Linked DNA regions of Sus scrofa: region 1 is linked to region 2. The links are chromatin contacts, called in public HiChIP or PLAC-seq maps. All regions are on one chromosome and are shown on one strand. Each heading gives the region's core, a stretch centred on a gene start, on an enhancer-like site or on the middle of the called end of the contact. The rest is flanking DNA. Distances are from core to core; before and after follow the strand shown.

Region 1 (3,716 bases), core at 102-2,601, 690 kb after region 2:
AAAAAAATCAATATACCAACTTGTTTATTTTTTCATTTACCTGCCACATTTTTCTGCTTGAGGGAAAACCATGCACATTTCATAGAAATATAATTCTTTAAGAATATCTCCTTTCCTAACAAGGGGGATTTAGGTCTGAGAGTTTCAAGAAAACCAGAGCTCATGACAATTATATGAAGGCCATGGTCAATCTAATTCACTATCACTCACACTAGCTACCTTTGTGTATATAATATCCATGTTTGCTGGACGTTAAAAATGTAAATCACTGCAAACCCATAGATTGTGTCCAATAAGATAATAATTGTGAAGTTAAATGCTCAGATATATGTGTGTGTGTATATACATGTTTATATATAATATGCATATATATAGAGAGAGAGGGAGAAAGGGAGAGAGAGAGAGAAAGGGAGAGAAAGCACGCACATGCTAGAGAAGGGTGGTGGAAGACAAGTTAAAATAATATTTTTATTCCTTTTTTTCTGGCTGTACCCATGGCACAGAGAAGCTCCAGGGCCAGGGATTGAACAGTGCTACAACAGCAACCCAAGCCATAGCAGTGACAATGCCAAATTCCAACCCATCGAGCAACCAGGGAACTCCAACAAGAATATTTTACTTATCAGCCATAAAATATATGTATAAACATTCAGTTGCTATTCTGACAGTGATAAAAGGAAGACTGGAGAACTAAAAATGATGATGCAACTAAAGGAGCAGATTTGGTTTTTCCTCCTTTTAGTAAATATCCCTCATTCATTTTACCCATCAGTTCTAGGAAAACTTTCTTCTCAGAGCATTTGTTCTCGGCTTGGCGAAGCTATACAGGTGGTGCTGCCTCAGCAGGAAACTGTCTTCTTGCTGAGGGACCGCCAATTATTTGTAGTGAAACTAAAACAGAAGAATAAATATTACATGTTGATGGATACTTGTCAGGAAAGGGAATGAGGTGCTTTCAGTGGGGCTTGTCAGACACAAAAACCTTCAGCAAATCTGCATTTTCAATGGCAAGGTGGCTAGAATTCTCCAGCTGCTCCAACTGGTGAACCTCAAGATTTATCTCATAAATTTAAATTATAGATGACATAGCACTGGAATGGAAATAGATGACACCTTTAAAAATAAATCTAGTGCAACATTTGGGAAAAGGAATCACACATTTCAAAGGGGAAAAAAGAAAGTTCCAATGTGCCAAAACAGAGCTTTTATTTATTGTCCTATTTACTATTCTCTGTCTAAAATTAGCATCTCTCTTACTTTTCCTTTTAGTCTTCTTTATAAGACATGCTGTAGAGGAGCTCTGAAAGTTTTGTACAACTCAAGGAGTAAGCCGGTTGCAACTATAACAAAAAGCTTGCCAAGGTTGAGAGCCAAACTGGCAAGGGTTTCTGTTGTGTCAGCGTTTAAGTATTATTGCAATGTTATCGTATCACTGAAAAAAGGGGAGCATGGGAACAGCAGAGCCAAATGTTAAGGAACATTAGAAGGAAAGTGTGTACCTAGACTTCAATAGAGAGTTTGGCAGTAGTGGACAGGGTTTAACTTTAATAGGAACTGGTCAATTCAATTTTAATTCGGTCATATGAAATTACCCTTTTAAAATTTATTTTAGGAGATCTTGATTCCAGCAGTCTTTCTGAATCAGATAGTGGTAAAGAATAATAAAGAATATAAGTCAGATGAAGACTTCCTTGTGTTAAAAGGAAATTTCCCCTGGTCAGAGCAGGAAGAATACATTTCTCTTGAAGGGAAATTTCAGAGAAACACATTTGAGATTTTTTTCCCTGCTTTGAGGTATTTTTTCACAAGTAAAAGTCAGTGAAAATTTAGACTTTTGTCCTGAGAAACTACAACAGAGTTCATAATTTGAGCACAGATTTTACCAATATTAGAAGAATCAATTGAGAAAAACACAAAGATAAAAGCCTAGAAGCAAAAAAAAAAAAAAAAAATTAACCTATCATTGACATGAATATTTTTATGGGGAGGGGTACCTTTAGAAACATTTTGATCATTTCATGCAAAACATTATGAAAGAGGGGCTGCACTAAATTGGAAACTTTTTTTTTTTAAACTACATGTAAACCAGAGGGGGCTAAGCACAGAAACAGGAGCTGCCAGAAAAGAACTTTTCCCTCCAGTACTGATGGTTTCTGTTCTTCTCGGGTCAGCCATAGAAATATATGTAAACAATGCAGGGGATTTAAAAATCGAAGCGGTGAGTTTAATAGCTCTACTCACATTCACTAGTTGCCTCACTTGCTTTCCAATTCCCTGTAGTTGGAGTCAAATATATTCTCACCCAGTGATCAGTGTTGGTTTTCAAGTGACACTCTGCATGTGGAGCTCAGGAAAACCAAACACCTACAGGAACGTGTTGAAGAAATGGGATAGCAAGGCCGCCAAGTGACTCAGTCTCCGCTTCCATCCCCTGGGGTTTATCAACTTTGTTAATGGGGCATATGTGCTGAGAATTATGTAACATTAAACATGGGGAACATTTCCTGGAGACATTTTTTCATTCTTCCTCAAAGCCAATGCATTGATAAGTCTAGTGTCCAGGTAAAACACCACCCTCTAGTGTACATCTCTAAATAATGCTGCTGGGACTCCTCGGATGATAATGATTGTGATAGTCAAAAACATTAAAGCAAGGACTACGATGAAGATCATTTTAATATCCGTGGGTAATACATGCAAGGATGAACTGCACAGTTGGCGAGAAATAACTCATCGATGTGGTCACAGTAACTGCTGAAGCGCTGTCCAAATGAAGCAAAACCACTTGGCTAGATGAAAAGAATCCAACAAATCTCATCAATTTTACTTGTTTTTAGTAAGAATTTGGTAGGGGACAGTTGTTTTTCTATGACACAACAAGGATGATAGCCACTTAAATTATGAAATGGAAGAAAATATACCAAGAGGTGAATATCCTGTGAGAAATACCCATGATGAAAATAACACAACTTGCTAGATCAGGGTGTCATTCTATTACCTAAAAAGCAAACAAAACAAACAAACAAAAGCCCACTAAAATGTACTAACAGAAACATAAAAATGTGCCTCATAAGTCCTCAAAATAATTGATTAATGAAATGTAAATTGTCCTATTAATCAGAAGCAAATTAATTTATAAAAGTCTAGATTAGAAGCTTTTTTTGATGTTGTAGCCTGATTCCATGAGGAAAAAAAAAAAGGAGTAGATGGAGCAAATGACAGTAGTCTATAATTCTCTGGCAGAGAAGATTGTTGGAAAATCCTCTAAAGATATTTGACATTACTCTTTTCTCTTATATAGAACTCAAAGAAATTGAACTCTTTTGTTGAAAACATCCATAGCTCCTTTCTACACTCATGAATATCTCAGAAAACTTTTTTCTTAATTATATCAGGCCTAAACTGTTGAAAGTAGATCTTACCTGGTACATAAAGATGTTGAGTATTTCAGAGTGTTAAAAATTCTGCCCAAAGGACAGGGACTATACCAAATTCATATGCATTTTCTCAGATAGAATCTTTAAAAAGCCTTATTAAAATTCTCTCATTGGTACTTTGCAATGGGATTAGGGAATGTCTAGTATCTCCATCTAACAAAAACATCACTAACCATCAATACCGTCTTTCAGCTATCAACAAGTTAGACTCTTTGCTACCCAGAAATCTTCTCTCACATAACCACAACTGTTATTAAGCTGCCTTGAAACATTTTGGAA
Region 2 (3,722 bases), core at 1,033-3,532:
GATTAAGATCGTATTCAAAAATATTAAAAAACCCATAATGTTTAGGTCACTGTTCAGATAGATTGCTGTTTTACTGGGATAGATGAGTTGAACAGCTAGTGATATTTCTAGATTCTGCTAGATTAATTTCTAAGATGTTTTATAACGATATATTTTATATGTAAAATTTATAACTTATTTTCAGTGATATATTTATAGGGTACAGGATACTGGTTGTTTGTAAATAAATGAGGACTTCAAAGGTTTTTTTTTTTGCTGCAGCCAACTTCCAGCCTGCCAGATATTAAATTCAAGCTGCTCTGGAGAAAGGATAGGGGAAGGAAGGGGGGTGTGGTTACAGGGTAGCTTAAGTTGCAGAGCACACTTAGGGAGGAGATTGAGAGGGCAAGGGGAAGAGAGACAGCGAAAGAGAGGTAAAGAGGGGAGAAGGGAGGGAGAGATGGAGAGAATGAAAATGAATGTGAAATAGTCTGGAGGGGAAAAGCCAGAAAGGATCATGGTATGCAAAGGAGGTTTTCAGAACTTAAAGAAATGGAACAGTGGGGATATAAGATGAGGTTTCCTACCCAAGCATTTCCTACCCATGAGCAGGTTAATTAGTGAAAAATATTAGCTAAAAAATTCTTTTAGGAAAACTTAAAGATGAAAAGACACTTGAACTAGAAAGGGTGGTTGCTTTCATAAAACTCCTCATTTTCCACTCTAGATCCCCGTTTTCCTGTGAACACCTTTAAGTTGGACTAAAAAAAAGTAATTGAATTTCAACCACATGTGTAACTTTCAATTTTAACTGTTTTTATAAATAGAGGATAAACTAGATGTTTAAAATAAATTTTGGTACAGAGGTCCTGCCTTTTTACCTCTACATTATTATCTTTGACACTCAGCTAAGCTCTAGTCTGGAAGTATCAAAGCCCAGCTAGAAGGTGGAAGAAGGGTACCAGACCCATGGAATGTGTCTTTTAGAAATAGTGGCCATTCAGAAAAGGAAGCTGTTGATATTATCCCAAGTGTAGGATTACATGAAGATAAACTGCTATTGGGTGGGAAAAGACTGATACCTTAAGCATTTCAGAGTAGTTTTTTAAACCATAGAACACATTGAGCCTTTCCCTGTAAGATTTTTAACTAGCAACCAGCAAAAAAAATAAAAAAAATAAAAAAAATAAAGGAAAAAGGAAAGAGTGAGGGATATCTGGGGAATGAAAGAGGAAATAGCAAACCTACACCACAGCTCATGGCAATGCCAGATCCTTAACCCTCTGAGCAAGGCCAGGGATTGAACCCGCAACCTCATGGTTCCTAGTTGGATTCGTTAACCACTGAGCCACGATGGGAACTCCTACCATATAAATTTTTATATAATATTGAATAGATTTCCTTGTGCTCTCCAGTAGTTCCCTGTTGATTATTTTATATATAGTATTGTGTGTATATTAATCCCAAACATAATTTATTTCCCCCCCATGCACCTTTCTCCTTTGGTAACTGTATGTTTGTTTTCTATGTTGTGAGTTAAAACAGAAATATTTTACAGAACATTATGGATGTACTGGGTTAAATATAAATTTATTAAGATTATTTCATCTGTTTCCATTTACTTTTTCTTTTTTGGTTTTTTTGTTTGTTTGTTTGTTTGTTTGGCTTGCCTATGCCATGTGGAAGTTCCTGGGCCATGAATTGAATCCATACCACAGTGTCAACCTAGGCCTCTGCAGTGATTGCCAGGTCTTTAACTCATTGCACCACAAGGGAACTCCTCTACTTACTTTTTAATATGGGTACTGGAAAATTTAAAATTACCTATGTGACTTGCATTTATGGCTTGTGTTATATTTCTATTGCTGCTCTAGGCACCTCATCCAGTACTTTTCCAGAAAAATAAAGGGAAGGAAAACAGGAGGGAGAACTGGGTATCATGGAATTTGAAGCATTCTTTCTTTAACTGTCTCTGTTTTGTTCATTTCAATTCAATTCAATTAAAAAAGCTATTGAATAGCTAATATTTATGAAGATGGTTCTAGGCAATATGTTCAGCATCTTTTGAGGAGGGGGGAAAAGGATCATAACAGGGTGAGAGGATGTCTTTTCTGGACTTTTCTAACCAGATCCACATGAGAGGAAGCCCAGAAAAGATTCCCTCATTAGATCTGTTCTGACGGAACTGTTAAGTCGTGCAAATGGGCAGAACCTGAGATTTTCCTGTCTGGGTGGCTACACTGATCTCACACACCCAAGGGCATTTCAGAGCAGGTGCAGGAAGGGAGGCTGTGCTGTCTGTCATGCGGCCTGTCCAAGCGGATTCCACCCACACGGGGGAAGACCTTGGCCGAGGACAAACGTGTGAAGCACATTAAGGAAGAGCGGTATGAAAAACACAGCTCAGAGTAGGAGTGAAGGAAATGTTGAGAAACTAATGAACCATAAGATCTCTGTAATCGTCTCTTAATAGGCACATTGTTGAATAACACCGGTGTGTGTGCTAGGTTAGCTGTAACTTGCTACATCCGTTTTCAAGAGCTGCATGGCAGTGCGCACCTAATTCTTTGGAGGAGAGGACTGAACTCACTGTTGTCACTTCAAGCACACCCTAGTAATTATTGCCACAGATCCCAGTCTCAGAAAATATTAATATTTTTACAGTAACAGTTTTCAAAACCTGGAGTGCAACAAAAGAAAATTGAACTACTATTGCAGTTTTTCAAGGTTTGAGTGGAAGGGGGGAAATCGACTTGTGTTTTTTTTTTTTTTTTTTTTAACGAAATTCCACTTTTAAAATTCTGGATCTATTTGAAATCTGTCATTTAAAAATTAATAACTGTTTTCCTTTAACGCAGTCTGTGTAAAGAAACCGAATCCACTTCTGAACAGTTCTCCTGCCTTCCCAGATACATGGAAATTCACTACTGTTGCTGACAAACAAAATGCCACAAGATTTGTCATACAAATCACATTATAAGAGGTTCCAAAAACTTGACAACGTTGACAGTTGTTTTCAGCAAATGGCTGCTTTACTCTGTACTGTCAATGTTGATGTCCTTGTGCACATGTAAAAGAGCAATGTGATTAAGGCAAGCTTGTCCACGCTATATCTGAGCCAAGTTTTCCGTCTCCGCGTGGCACTGAAAGATTGCTCAGCTGTTGCAGATAAGGCAGGAATAGCTAGCAGATTTCTGCCATTTAAAAAAAAAAGAAAAAAAAAAACGTTCTCTGGGCATGCATTTCTGTAGGAATTTACCAACATCTGCTGCTGACCTAAAGTTTTCAGTAGAAGTGGCATATTTAATTTGTATAAGTAATTCACAACGGCATTGGTCAAGCCCTATTTCCTTTGAAGATGATGGGTTGCATTCACCAGGAAGAAATGAGTTGAAGTTTAATAACATTTATATTCCCTAAATTGTCATTGTAGTTTCAGGCCTCATACTTTTTTTTGGCTCATCTTACATTTATTTTCTTCATGTTCTCTAAATTATATTTCGGCAGGGAAACTTTTTAGAAAGAAGAATAAAGAGCTGAGAGATTTTGGTGATTCCACAGAAGGCCTACACTTCACACTTATCTTTTTTTTATAGGCTCTCTGAAAATGTTTGATTTTTGGAAGCTAATTTATTCTGGGAGAATTTTGTAGTTGAATTTTAGTGTGATTTAAAATTATCATATGTGTTATCCTCAAAAGAACATATAGGATTTAGGTATTTCCCATTGTCAGGATAACTTCT

Evidence for each region. HiChIP or PLAC-seq counts read pairs in DNA pulled down with a chosen protein or histone mark.
Region 1: an H3K27ac HiChIP or PLAC-seq map of skeletal muscle shows a contact between it and region 2. The contact joins two enhancer-like sites. A contact is called at or near these places in 1 of 47 Hi-C or Micro-C datasets (epiblast stem cells) and 1 of 2 datasets of contacts at active chromatin or transcription factors (skeletal muscle).

The regions. Positions count from the first base shown.
Region 1 is chr2:97,009,175-97,012,890 of Sscrofa11.1, forward strand. All of the region lies in intron 4 of LOC110259422 (a long non-coding RNA gene), which reads right to left. Among named protein-coding and RNA genes, the nearest start is that of CETN3, 580 kb to the right of the region's middle. Within about 2 kb of position 1,352, at least 2 of the 83 cell types and tissues checked have an H3K27ac peak or open chromatin away from gene starts, as enhancers often do. A contact at or near this core is called in skeletal muscle, where this site is marked.
Region 2 is chr2:96,318,674-96,322,395 of Sscrofa11.1, forward strand. All of the region lies in intron 3 of LOC102159394 (a long non-coding RNA gene), which reads left to right. Among named protein-coding and RNA genes, the nearest start is that of MEF2C, 100 kb to the left of the region's middle. Within about 2 kb of position 2,283, at least 2 of the 83 cell types and tissues checked have an H3K27ac peak or open chromatin away from gene starts, as enhancers often do. A contact at or near this core is called in skeletal muscle, where this site is marked.